4 separate regions of the Mus musculus genome follow, and all the other regions are linked to region 4. Evidence: chromatin contacts called from public promoter capture Hi-C data. All regions are on one chromosome and are shown on one strand. The core of a region is the stretch at or near the end of the contact, and the rest is flanking DNA. Distances in the headings are between cores, read along the strand shown. Region 1 holds the start of Vps35 (VPS35 retromer complex component). Region 2 holds the start of Trir (telomerase RNA component interacting RNase). Region 3 holds the start of Gadd45gip1 (growth arrest and DNA-damage-inducible, gamma interacting protein 1). Region 4 holds the start of Scoc (short coiled-coil protein).

Evidence for each region. Promoter capture Hi-C pulls out the DNA fragments that hold promoters and counts their contacts. Capture Hi-C pulls out chosen DNA fragments and counts their contacts.
Region 1: a contact with region 4 is called in a promoter capture Hi-C map of liver, with 3 times the contacts expected there. The contact joins the promoter of Vps35 here to the promoter of Scoc in region 4. A contact is called at or near these places in 1 of 39 promoter capture datasets (pre-B cells) and 1 of 9 other capture datasets (liver).
Region 2: a promoter capture Hi-C map of pre-B cells shows a contact between it and region 4, with 4 times the contacts expected there. The contact joins the promoter of Trir here to the promoter of Scoc in region 4.
Region 3: a promoter capture Hi-C map of pre-B cells shows a contact between it and region 4, with 4 times the contacts expected there. The contact joins the promoter of Gadd45gip1 here to the promoter of Scoc in region 4. A contact is called at or near these places in 1 of 39 promoter capture datasets (pre-B cells) and 1 of 9 other capture datasets (liver).

The regions. Positions count from the first base shown.
Region 1 is chr8:85,297,715-85,300,881 of GRCm38.p6, forward strand. Vps35 (VPS35 retromer complex component) reads right to left here and starts at 1,803. Exons shown (of 17, transcript NM_022997.5): 1 at 1,741-1,803. The coding sequence starts at 1,743. Orc6 (origin recognition complex, subunit 6) reads left to right here and starts at 1,918. Exons shown (of 7, transcript NM_019716.2): 1 at 1,918-2,278. The coding sequence starts at 2,214.
Region 2 is chr8:85,024,924-85,028,267 of GRCm38.p6, forward strand. Trir (telomerase RNA component interacting RNase) reads left to right here and starts at 1,910. Exons shown (of 3, transcript NM_026760.3): 1 at 1,910-2,311. The coding sequence starts at 1,976. It overlaps Get3 (guided entry of tail-anchored proteins factor 3, ATPase), which reads right to left and starts at 364. Exons shown (of 7, transcript NM_019652.2): 1 at 182-364. The coding sequence starts at 342.
Region 3 is chr8:84,830,769-84,834,040 of GRCm38.p6, forward strand. It overlaps Gadd45gip1 (growth arrest and DNA-damage-inducible, gamma interacting protein 1), which reads left to right and starts at 1,514. Exons shown (of 2, transcript NM_183358.4): 1 at 1,514-1,872. The coding sequence starts at 1,523. It also overlaps a transcript of Dand5 not described here.
Region 4 is chr8:83,440,951-83,444,323 of GRCm38.p6, forward strand. Scoc (short coiled-coil protein) reads right to left here and starts at 1,712. Exons shown (of 4, transcript NM_019708.4): 1 at 1,472-1,712.

The DNA of each region.
Region 1 (3,167 bases), core at 553-3,052, 1.9 Mb after region 4:
CTAACTTAGCAATACCCCAGAAATCCGATGACGGAGCACACCATGAACATTAAATGGCAAAATTCTTTCTTTGTGCAGAATTTCTGCCCATTCTCCTCAAAATCTGTTTGCATTACCTCCAAAGCTCCTAACACAACCTCTTTCCCACCAGGAGCCCAAAGAACTATAGCAGAATGTTTCAAAAGCACATCTCTGCCATTTATTTCTATCTGGTGCCTAGCACATTCTATAAAATTGAAAGTACACCAGATGTTTGGTTAGTGCTGGACTCAGGATTTTTAGGAGTACAGTACCAGTGATATCAACACTTGCTTCCAGATGCAAAAGTGAGACTTAAAGGCTAACTACCTACTCAAATCATAAAATTGCCTATGACAGAACTGATACCCAGGTTCCATTTTCCAATAAAATTCACAGGGAAAACTGGTCCAATCTGGTTCCCCAGGCACATAAATATAATTTATAGTGTATCCTCAAATGCTTTGTATTATAAAACACTATGTCAACCAGTAAGTGTTGAAAAACAAAAAAGTTAAACTTCACACCAGTCATGTGCCAAATCTCAATTGTACAAAGTTCCGAGGGGGGAAAACATCTTGTAAGGCAATATATTATATTAAATATACATCAAATATTTATCAAATTACGGGAACAAACGCTCAGAACTCAGCCAGCCAGAACCAAAGATGACATAAATACCAAGCTGATCGGAGTCTAGCAAGATCATCATAAAGGTCCATTCCAAAAAAAAGGAAAAAAAAAATCAACAAAAAGATTTAATGCTGGTTTTTCCTATTAACACACTTAAAGTGAAGTATGTGCAGTGGCACATAGAATTATCAATACAAAGAATGAATATTGAAATTAAAAAAAAAGGACATAAGCATAGCACATCCAAAACCACTACCTGTTCATACTACAGCAAATGCTCGTATAACGCAAGTGACAACTTGCCCTGTGGAAAACAGGATCCGAATTTTGCGGAAGTTCCTGTTTATAAGGCTAGTGCCACAAAGCATCACGACATGCTATCGTCGCGGAGAAACCTTTGAATGACTGCTTCCAGCAAGTGAGTTAGAATCCTCAGAGAGCAAATGCGAAACGGAGACCTGTCTCCTATCTGATGGTTGGGCTCAATGAAAAGAAAGCAGGAGTCCTTCGGGAAACTCACGTGAGCAGGTCCCTAGAATTCGCTGACAGGCGCTGCAAGATGAAGGGGGCTCTGCGGCCACGGAAGGCCGGGAGACCACTGCGCCCCCCCCCCAAGGATATTTCCAGCAGAGAAAAGGCAATGGGACCCCCGAGGACAGCTGAGTACAAAGCTGGAAATGCACCATCTGGGCGCGACCCAGCTACGGCGCCAGCTCAGAAGCTCGGGGGCTCCTCACTGTCCCAACTCCGCACAGACCCGGGAGTCCGACTCTCAGAGGGAAGGTGGCCGTTCCGTACAAGAGTCTGACGCAGGCCTCCACCGACACCCAGAACCTGCAGCCCGCGACACCCCTAAGGGAGGCTCCTGGTCTCGGGGTAACGACCAAATTCTGCGCCACCGCCCACCGCAGCCCACCGCAGCCTAACGCGGCCTTCCTCAGCCCGTGCCAAGCCCGCAGGCCCAGCCTGGACCGGACCGGCCTCGATCGAAATGCAGGGCCTCCTACTCCGCCAGCAAGGCTCCTGTCCGCCGAAGGAAAACGTGGACTGCGACTCGGCAACCCAGGCCCACCGCTTCCCCTCACTCACCATGGCGACTCCGGGGACCACAAGCAGCAGCGCCTACCCCGCCGGAGCCGCCCGCCGTCAGGTGACCGAGCCTTGCGAGCCCCGCCCTCTCTAGCCCCGCCCTTGGATAGAAGCGGCTTTTCGATTGGCCCACTTAAAATCTCGCGTAGTTTGGGGAGAATGGGCAGCCGGCGGTGTATAGTGGACGGGGCGGGGCGAGAATAGTACAACGCTGCGGCGAACTAGGGACAGCAGGAAGGGAAGCCTTAGTTAAGGAGATCCGCGGCCGAGGAAGGGCAGCGAGAGAACCTTCTGCGCGTCCACTTCGCCTGGGCCCGCGCCTCATCGTGTGCACATGCGTAGAAGGATGACCAGGATTGGTGTGTGGAACGGTCTCAACCTCTGGTCGCAACCAATCTGGACGCGCCGGGGGTGGGTCTTAACCCTCTGACAATCTGCGCGCGCATTGCTCTTGGCGCGCATTTCTTCCAGCGATGGAGTCGGAGCTGGTACGCCGCCTCGCCCCGCGTCTCGGCCTTGCGGAGCCGAGTGTACTGAGGTGAGTGTGGCCGTGTGTGCGGGTAGACGTCCCAGACTGCGGCCCTGGGTCCTCCCAAGGCAGCGTCGGATGAGGGACTGGCGATGAGGGAATGACCGCACACTGGTCTGGGCGAGACTCGGGCCCAACATCAAGAAAAACTGTTGTTGGCTTGTAGAAGATGGTTTGAGAGGACGTATATAGTCGTCCTTGAAGCACTCTAGCTCTGTTGGATACACTGTGGTCGGAAAAGCCGGGGAGGACCTCTTGTCATTCCTTCAGACTCGATAATCTTGATAAGCCAGCCTTGCAGGGCAGACCCTGTGCAAATCACTATAGATGGCAAGAGAAAGGTAGATTATGGTACAGAGTGAAGAGCTGAAGTGATGAGCAGGGCGTAAGAATTCCAGAAAAGGCCGGGCGTGGTGGCGCACGCCTTTAATCCCAGCACTTGGGAGGCAGAGGCAGGCGGATTTCTAAGTTCGAGGCGAGCCTGGTCTACAAAGTGAGTTCCAGGACAGCCAGAGCTATACAGAGAAACCCTGTATCGAAAAATCGAAAAAAAAAAATTCCAGAAAGGGCCCAGTGGCGTTGGGGCTGATTTATTAAATAGTGGCACGCATGGGAAAATATGGTAAGAGTGGCCCAAATAGCTTCCATTTTCCGAAGCCCTTGAGATTAGGAGGGTCATTGTAGGATCTGTCTTAGGAAATAAAGCTACAGCAGGCAAGTGTGTAGAAAGTTCGTAGGTCTATTCCCAGGGCTACTGACCGGAAATACAATGGGACCCAGAACTATTTTCACAAGCCGCCGAAACTGAGACCCAATCAGTCATTAAGGAAGAGAAAGGGATTTAATTTACTCTAATCTGCCTGAACCAATTCTTTATACTTGTTGAAATAATGTAAGA
Region 2 (3,344 bases), core at 660-3,159, 1.6 Mb after region 4:
GCTAGGCTTGCATTCAGGAGGTATCTTCAGCAGGCTGCAGTAATTTCCAGAGAGAAACAACCCCGTAGAGCCATGCTCAGTTCGCTTTGCCCCGCTCGGGAAGAGAAAGCCGGTCCCTGTCCTCCCTTTGGTCCAGTGGTACATCCCACCCGTCCTCTGGGCCCCGCTAGAGTCTCCTTACCTGCAGGTGGTCTTACCAACGCCACCCTTGCCCCCGACGAAGATCCACTTAAGGCTACGCTGCTCGATGATATTGCTAAGCGTGGGTTCCAGCGGCTCCACATCAGGTGCATCCTCGAACTCTTCTGCTTCAACCCCCCACCCGGCCACCCCCGCCGCCATCTTGGACCCGGCTCACGTGATTAATCGGGGCGCACCACGTGCTAAATACGTACAGGGGAAATGAGTCTGCCACAGCCCTGTACAGGCTGGAAGTCTGACTTATTTTACTCCTGCATTGACATTTGGAGATAATGAGCGCTATCTTTTCACCATTTTATGAGTCAAGGGCTCACCTTTGTGAACTTTTGTCTGTAGTTTTCTAAGGATTCCCCTGTCTCGCGGACATATTGGTATGACCCAGACTACTGCTCTTCACTGATTGGGCCCTGAGTCTTGCGGCACTCTTTTCATTGGATGAATCTTGTCTTACTTCCACTAGTCACGCTCAAGTCCCTGCAGGCGTCAACCTCTCCTTAGCAACCAGGCAAACATCCTGGCCAAGCTTTTTGCGTGAAGTTAGAGCAGAGGTAGCTCTTGATTCCATAGGCTCAGTTTCCTGATTATCATTTCCCCCTTACTTTCTGTGTTGGACCTCAACATCTCTTCCGGTCCTCCAGTTACCCAGTTGGTTGTGAGCCACATGGTTTCTGTCGCAAACCAATTACGAACGAACTGGTTATTTGGCTGAGGGTCGATTAAAAGACTCCATTTGCTGCAGAGTATGCAGACTTTCCCCCTGTGTTCCCGGAACTCCCATGTTGGGCAGGAATGATTCCTGCAACAAGTCGTCCTTGTAGAAAGAACTTTAATTTCTGAAACTCTTATTGCGCTTGGCACTCTGCTTTCTCTCTGGGTGTGCTCCAAGTTCAGCAAATGCAATTTTAATCGAGTCCCTGTCCTTGGGAAAGAATACAAGGGTCCTTAGTCCCTTCATGCAGTACGCAGCTCAAAACATTAAGTCTTAGGTTCTCAGCCTGGAAATACGTTCGGCTTCATTTTAGTGCTCCAGCCTCTTTAAATACTAATCTCAGGCAGTGTCTAGCTGCACGCAGCCAGCGGTTTTCTTTCTTTCTTTCTTTCTTTTTGGTTTTTCGAGACAGGGTTTCTTTGTGTAGCCCTGGCTGTCCTGGAACTCACTTTGTAGACCAGGCTGGCCTCGAACTCAGAAATCCGCCTGCCTCTGCCTCCTGAGTGCTGGGATTAAAGGCGTGCGCCACCACGCCCCGCTGCCAGCGGTATTTTTATTTCAAGCTAAGAGATTAACTTCAGAGACAGATGTCAAACCTGGAGATGCTTCCATTCTAATAGGAGGTATCAAGTTAGATATGCTTTGTAGACCTAGTTAGGGGCCACACAAGTTCCCAAGGGACAATTGAAAACACAGGCTCCAAACAAGATCCGTTCAGTTACAGAGTTCTGGTGGCTGCCTGGGATTGTTCTCTTAGCCCTTACAGGGGGCCTGGGTCCCAAACGATGGTCCCATTCTCGGGGAGCTTCTGGCTGCTTAGCTAACTCGTATCTAGCAGGATTAGGGAACCGAGGACCAGAAGGAAAGGGACCGGCTTCTGGGCTCCATCGCCTGGTGGCCAGGTCAGAACCCTTTGGCCCCACCTAAGCTCCGCCCACTCTGCGTTGGCTTCTGGGTTCCGACCTCTCTTCCCAGCATGCATTGCTCCAGACGAAGCCAGTCCCGCGCCAAGCGCGCGGTCTGAGAGCCTTTCCCGACGTCCTTTGCACGGCATCTGGCCACAAAATGGCTGCCCGAGGGAGACGGGCGGAGCCTCCGGGTCGGGAGGCGCCCGGCCCGGCGGGCAGCGGCAGGAGCCGATGGGCTGAGTCGGGACCGGGAACGTCACCCGAGAGTGGGGACGACGAGGTGTCGGGCTCGAGTCCGGTGTCCAGCGGTGTGAACTTGTTTGCCAACGATGGCAGCTTCCTGGAGCTGTTCAAGCGGAAGATGGAGGAGGAGCAGCGGCAGCGGCAGGAGGAGCCACCCCCGGGCCCGCAGCGACCCGATCCACCGGCCTCCGCCGCGGCGGGCCCAGGGAATCCGAAGAGGAAGGGCGGCCCAGGCCCCACGCTCAGCTTCGTAAGGAGCCGCGGGGGTGGGGGCGGGCGCCGGGGCCCGCGTTGGCTGGGGGAGTCGGGCCCGGGAAGGGGCGTCATGGTCCAAGGCAGTCCTCCGCCCGGCTGCCTGGACGGTCCCGGTCGCTTGCTGAGAATCTCGAGCCTGGATTCCGGACCAGAGGTGTTTCTGGGCGGGAATGGGAATCCTTAGATCTCATTCGTGGGACCTGAGAACCGGGAAATTGCATTGGAAGCAGCGCTCTGGGGTTAGGGGGCCCTAGATGCTAGGATTCCCGTTTGATTTGTACCCAGACTTTGAATAGTGAGGCCCACATATAATGTGGGGGAAAAAGAGGAGACACATTTAAATCCCGAGTCTGCTGTAATCGTTAGACTCGACTCGGACCACGGACCGTAGCCGGGCGTGGTGGTACACGCCTTGTATTACAAGCACTCCGGATGCAAGAAGAGGAGAATTCGAAAAAGTGAGACCTTGTCCCAACTAAACAAAACCAACCAACCAATAACAAAAAGCAAATCACCGACTTTGTGGCCTTAGCAAGATCAATCGATTCCTTTCTTTATTATTTAACTAATGTCCATTTATTTAGCACCTTATCTTGTGCTGAGTATTTATTGGTGGTGTCTTTGACAGAAAAGAACGTTGTTTGTTTGGAGTGTGGGTGGCCTATCCTGATTTTCTGTAGTTCTAATAATTGAGATTTTGATGTATTTCATGAAGTGGTCCTAGGAAAGTCAGAACAGACTCTTAAAGAACAAGACCAGTGGTTCTCTACTGGGAGCAAGTCTCTTCATCCTCATGTATTTGGTAAAGTCTGTAGACATTTTGGTTGTCAAACTCTTAAGAGGAGATGCTAGTGACATCTATAGGTAGATAGCAGGGATGCTCTTCTGTATCCTATAACGCAAGGGATAACAAAGAATGATCTAGCTGAAAATGTCAAGTGTCATGTTGAGGAGCCTCGGGTTAAATAAGTTGGACATATACTCTGTTAGTTTTGAGCTTGCTTTGTCTCTGATGTTGAGACCTTGTA
Region 3 (3,272 bases), core at 264-2,763, 1.4 Mb after region 4:
AGGGAAGGCAGTGGTGGCGCACGCCTTTAATCCCAGCACTTGGGAGGCAGAGGCAGACAGATTTCTGAGTTCGAGGCCAGCCTGGTCTACAAAGTGAGTTCCAAGACAGCCAGGGCTACACAGAAAAACACTGTCTCGAAAAACCAAAAAAAAAAAAAAAAAAAAAAAAAAAAAAAAAGGTAAACTGCACATGATGGTCTCAGATCTTTAATTTCAGCACTGGGAAGGCAGAGGCAGAACCCTGTAAGTTCCACAGTGAATTCCAGGCCAGCCAGCTGGCACTACATAACAAGACTCAAAAAAACCAAACAACACCAACACACACACACAAACACACACGACCAAACAAGTTAGAATCCATGGAGCTGGAGAAATGGCTGAAAAGTTTAAAATATTTCCTGTCTTCCAGAAGACTTGAAGAATTTGGTTTCTTGTATTCAAGTCCCTTGACAATTGCTTGTAAGGCCAGTCTGAGAGGGTTCCATTGGCTTCCACTGGCACCCACACATGAGGCGCACACACACACACACTAAATCTTTTTAAAGATTTAAAAGGTAACATAAGCCTAAATATTAAAGTAGAAATATTTAATATATTAGAGAAATTTAAAAGCACAGATGTGAAGGGAAATAAAATATACAATAAAGCAGACATATTTAAAGCATTAATATTTCAAAATTAAAAATCAAAATGTCAAATACAGTAATTTAAATAATACTGGCACACCAGTTTTTTTCTTTTCTTCTTTTTGTTGTTGTTGTTTCTCTGTTTAACAGCCCTGGCTGTTCTGGAAGTCACTCTGTACACCAGGCTGACCTTGAACTCACAAAGATCCGCCTGTCTCTACCTCCAAGTTATGAAATTAAAGGCATGCGCCCCTACCGCCCGGCCAACGCACGCCACTTTTAAGTCTTATTTTAAACAGGCTCATTACCGGTCATCCTAGCACAGGCGAGACTGATTTAGAAATCGATGCCATCCTGAATTATGCCAAGAAGTTCCAAGATGACCTGGCTACAGGATGATATCCTATTTCAAAATCCCAAATGATGGCCGGGAAGAAGGCTCGGAGGGTAAAGGCATTTGCCACCAGGCAAGATGATTTTAGTTCTATTCCCACAACTCTTGCTTGGTGGAAGGAGAAAACCGACTTCCCCAAGCTGTCCTCTGACCTCCACTTAATCACCAACACTTCAACACTTTCGTCCCCCAATAAATAAACTGCAGAAATCCTTTCTTTTTTTCTTTTTTGATACACGTAGTCTTGGCAGCCCTGGAACTCATAGAGATCCTCCTGCCTCTGCCTCCTGATTGCTGGAATTAAAGAGGTAAGCCACCAGCCATACAATATTCTCTTAACAAACAATTGCTCCCCCCGCCCCACCCGCATTAAACGTTCACCTGCGCCGTACGGACTAAAGCAGCGCGGCGCTCCTCCGCTCCCCGGCCGGAGGCCCCCGGTGTTTCCGCCGCGCAGGCAGCGCCGTAGCCAGCCCCGCTGCCGCGAGGACCCACAGCCAAGATGGCGGCGCTCGCAATGCGGAGTGGCTATCTCCTGCGGCTCTCTGTGGCTCTGGGTCCCAGGTCCCGCAGCTACCGTGCGCCCCCGCCCCCGCGCCGCCGTCCCGGGCCCCACTCGCCAGACCCGGAGAACCTGCTGACCCCGCGATGGCAGCTAACGCCCCGCTATGTGGCCAAGCAGTTCGGACGACATGGCGCCATCTCCGGGGTGCCCCCGGCCTCCCTGTGGCCCACCCCAGAGCAGCTGCGCGAGTTGGAGGCCGAGGAGCAAGAATGGTACCCGAGCTTAGCGACCATGCAAGAGTCGCTGCGCTTGCAGCAGCAGGCCTTGGAGGCAAGGCGCCAAGCCAGGTGGGTGTGATGGGGCACGTACCCCAGGGCCCCGAAACCAGGAATCATCCGTAGTAGGCACGCGGATCCCTTGTGGCGTGGGCTTAAACATTACATGTTAACTTTGCTGCAAAGCAGACATCCTTGTAGTCATTCAACTGCAGTTTTTGGTTTTTTGTTTTTTTTTTTTTCTTTTGGTTTTTCGAGACAGGGTTCTTCTGTGTAGCCCTGGCTATCCTGGAACTCACTCTGGTCTCGAACTCAGAAATCCGCCTGCCTCTGCCTCCCAAGTGCTGGGATTAAAGGCGTGCACCACCACCCCCGGCCTCAACTGCAGTTTTAATGTTTGTTTTTACTTGTCCTCTTCCTTTATCAGTAGCCTGCCCTTTTATTCTAAATAGCAAGGACTCAATTAACCAGAACTCATTTTATTGCCCAGGCTGGCCTCGAATCTAGGATCCATCTGTCTTTACCTTCTGAATATCTGCTATTACAGGCCTGTACCAGTCCCAGCCTCAACTCTATATACTTCCCTAGTTACTCTGCAAGGATATAAGGACCCACACACCAGGGAACAAAGCAGACAGAGGATTCGGATGATGACTGAGGAACCCCCCCCCCCCAAGGAAGACAAACACAGTTAAAAGTGCATGCTAGCTCTTGTGATGTTTAAGCAAATCCCCATATAACCAGATACTGTTACTGGAAAAATCTCAAGGCATGAGTTCCCAGTAGAGGGAGCAACTGTTGCAAAGGCCCTGAGGTTGAGAAGTGGGAATGATGATTCTCAATTAGAGAACAGCCCAGGTGAAACCTTTTATCACAAATAATCTGGTCTTGGTGGAGCACACCTTTAATCCCAGCCTTCTGGAGACAGGCAGGTTAGATCACCGAGTTTTGAGGCCAGCCAGCCTAGTCTATGTAGTGAGACCCTGTCTTGTGTGGCCACCGTAGCTAGGTAGTGGGACCTGAGAGCAGTGATGGACTCTGAAGTCTGGGGTAGAAGTCAGAAAAGAAGGCACATGTGATCAGATTTGAGGAGAAAATGGAGGCAAACCAGACATTTGGATCGCCCCTTCTGGTGCAGGGTTCAGGGCTGGTGAAATGTGTTGCTGGTATTTAACCTTATCCTCACAATGTTAAAAGGACAAGATGACCCTTTTTACAGATGAAACTGAGGCCTGAAGAAGTCAAGTCAGATATCTAGAGTCATGCTGGCATTGAAGGATGGAGCTGGTCCCCCTTTCTGTCCCACCCTAGCTGATAAAACTTGTTCTTTCAGTTTTACTATCCTAATCTTATCAGTGTACCTACAGATTCACAGGACTGGAAAAAAAGTTGTCCCTGTCCCTGAATTTGGACCTGGCGTACAAGCATGTGGAATCACTGAGGACATCCATGACAAGGGCATGAGAGTGGTT
Region 4 (3,373 bases), core at 462-2,961:
AAACTAGGAAAGGGGATAACATTTGAAATATAAAAAAAGAAAATATATAATTAAAAAAATCTCAGCCTCAGCATCCTCATCCATAAAATGGGCCTAATAACTGCATCTTATGGGTTTGTTCTGGGAATTTAATACATCCAGCTATGTGTTTGTGTACTTAGTAAGTATTCAACAGATGTTAACAGACCTTCTCATCTCTACTCTCTTGTTTTGACCACAGAAGAAACTTTAGAAAAATCATGTGGCCAAAGGCCTCATATTAGAACTCCTGGCCTAATCTGAGAGTGGCTTAATTCACATCACAGTAGTCCATCCAGAATCAAGGATATAGTCAATGTCCACTCTGCTTTTCCCATCATTCCACCTCGGCTGGCCTTAACATCTCAGATATGAGTTTGACATTTCCCTAATATCCTTTCAAACTCAACCACCAGACTTCTCTTGAACCTGCAATTAATGTTTTCCATCCATCATCCACTCACCAGCAATAGTTTTTTAAATTTAAAAGTCCAATGCACTACAGGAATGCACTGAACACTTTACATATATAGTTTTATCACAACAGAAAGAAAATGCAATTCACAGATGTGGATACTAAGCCTTATAAAGGCTAGAGGCCTTGCCTCATGTTTCATAGCCAAGATATTATTAAGGTCCTAAACTGAGTTTGAAAAACTCAACTCCTTTGGCGTTTCCACAAACAAAACAAATATAAAATTTCATCTGCATCCACTCCAGTGTGATGTTTCTAATCTGTTCATGTTCTGCTTTGACATTTTAGGGCTTTCAAAATCGATGGAAATCGAGGAACTACATCGTCAATAAGGATCAAACTTAAGTTAGATCCCCGGGGAGCTAGCTGCATCCAGTTTAATCATTGGAGCATACAGACACTAGGATTCCTACGCACAGCTTTGAGTCGCAGAAACGGATAACGGTTTGGGGACCTCTGTCCTTCTGGCTATTGCGACGTCTGTCTCTGGTGGTGTAACAGAAACCTTGGCTTTTCGGGAAACTATGATTTCTCCTTCCCAAACCTTACTCCTCAATATTTGTTCCGCAGGACGCCTGAGAAAAGCTGACAAAGAAACAAACCCAGGTTCTAGCAAAGACGTCCCACCCCAGACATGCACGGGCCACCACGCCTGCAAAGCAATCCTAGCACTCGAGAGGCTGAAGCAGAAGAATTGCGGCGAACTGGAAGGTAGCTCGGGCAGCAGAGCGTCTTCTCCTACTACCCGGTCCCATCGCACCCCCACGGCGTCCCGGTCCCGCACCGCCGGGCTCTTCCCACTGAGCCCGCGGCGTGGGGCCGGGAAGGTGGCTGCGCAGCGCTCGGCGGGATGTCGGGCCTCGCGGCGCCGCAATCCAGCACCCAGGCCGCCGCCCGGGTTCCCGTTCCATCCCGCCCCGCCCCACAGGGCCTCGGCGGTCTCCCAGGCCCAGCCCTCGCCGCCCCGAGCCGCCTCACCTTGCGTCTGAAGCGCCGGGAAGAGGCGGGATGGGTAGGAAGCCTCAGGCCGCGCGGCTCTCCGACCAACTGACAGCGTCAGCCCCGCCCTTCCCGCCCACGGAGCGTGCGCCGAGCGAGGAGGCGTCCTCCCACCAATCCTAACTGGAAATTGCACGCCTGCGCACTGGCTGCTGGACGCCTCGACAGGCCTGTGGCAGAGCACCGGGGTCCACCTTTGCCCTAACAAAAGGGCATTGACGACCAATCAGGATTTTTGGGCGTGTCCTAAAAAAGCAGCGACCAATCACGGCGCAGAAGAGAAGATGCGCCTAAGAAAGCGGTCCTCGCTGAGCATCTTTTGTCTCGCCAGGAACCTGGAAAGTGGGGTGGAAAGTCACTCTAGGTTAAAAAAAGAGAGACGGGGAGAGAGGGAGGGAAACAGAGACAGAATTTCTGGAAATTGCCGTGACCAGACTCTAGGAGAGAGATATTTCGTTCACATTCAAGAACAGAGTGAGCAGAACAGTGCAGCGCCCTCCCCCCTCGATTCTAAAAGCACGGTTTCCTTTTTCCCCACTTCTAAAATTAGATAACGCACAAAGCATATACCATTAATGGATGTTTCTCTTCGTACCCCATATTCAGGACAATTTTTAAACTTCCGTTCACCCGACCACGTCATGATTCCTTAGATCAGCAGTCTCCTGATCTCAGTCTCAGAAAACCCAAGGCTTAATTAAAATTGTGTTTCTTATTCAAGTGTACATGTACAATGCCAGACTTTGGGTTGCTAGGTGATTTTCGTGACACTTCATTATAACCTAACCTTTGAAACAAGTATCTTGCTGTTAGCGGTCAGTGACCACAGTATATTCTTACCTGCAAAGCATTCTTGCTTTGACTTTATCAAAACCTCTGAGCTGTAGAGGCCAGCTTACAAATACTTTCTTCTTGGCTTTTCTTTCTTATATAAGGTTCTATTTTTAATTGCATGAATATGTAGCGGTGTGTATGTACTTGCTTGTGCCTGTGCAAGGTGCCTGCAGATGCCAGAAGAGGGAATCAGACCCCTGGGATTGGGGTTACAGGTGGCTGTGAACCATTTGGTGAGGATGATGAGAACTCAACTCAGCTTCCCGTGAAAGAGCAATAAGTACTGTTAACTTCTGAGCCATTTCTACAACTCCCGGGTATCTTAAACCAATCAAGCAGGATTTGCTAACACGTGACCGTAATCCTTTATAAATAAAGTACCTACCATTTAGTGTTTGAGACGAAAGTATTAGGCTTGGACTACAATTCAGGATTTGAAGGAAGGAGAATATGGGAAGAGAGGGAAACCCCAGGTAACGCTAAGAGGAGTGCCAACAAAATAGAATGAATATGGGCAACATTCAAAGAAGGATGGGATTTTCCAAGATAGTGAAGAACACACTTTCTTTTCAAATGCACATGGGCCAGTCATAGAAATGGGCCTGAAAATTTGTTTTTGGTTTTAATTTTTTATTGTATGTATATTTTACTTGCATTTATTTCTCTGAAACACTTGGGTACCTGGTGCCTGAGGACGCCAGAAAAGAGTGTTGGATCTCCTGGAACTGGAGTTACAGACATTGTGAGCTGCCATGTATGTAGGCGCTGGAAATTGAACCTGGATCCTCTGGAAAAGCTGCCAGTGCTCTTAACTGCTGAACTATCTCTCCAACCCCTTCTTTTTTTTTTAATTATATGTATGTGTATATGTATGTATATGTGTGTGTGCATGTGTGCCAGTGTGCACATGAGTGATGAGCCCTCTGAACCCAAACAGGGTGTTATCTGATTCTCTGGAGCTGGAGTTACAAACTTTTGTGAGCCATGCAGCATTGGTGCTATGACCCAAACTTGTGTTCTCTACATAGGAACAGTTCTTGATCACCT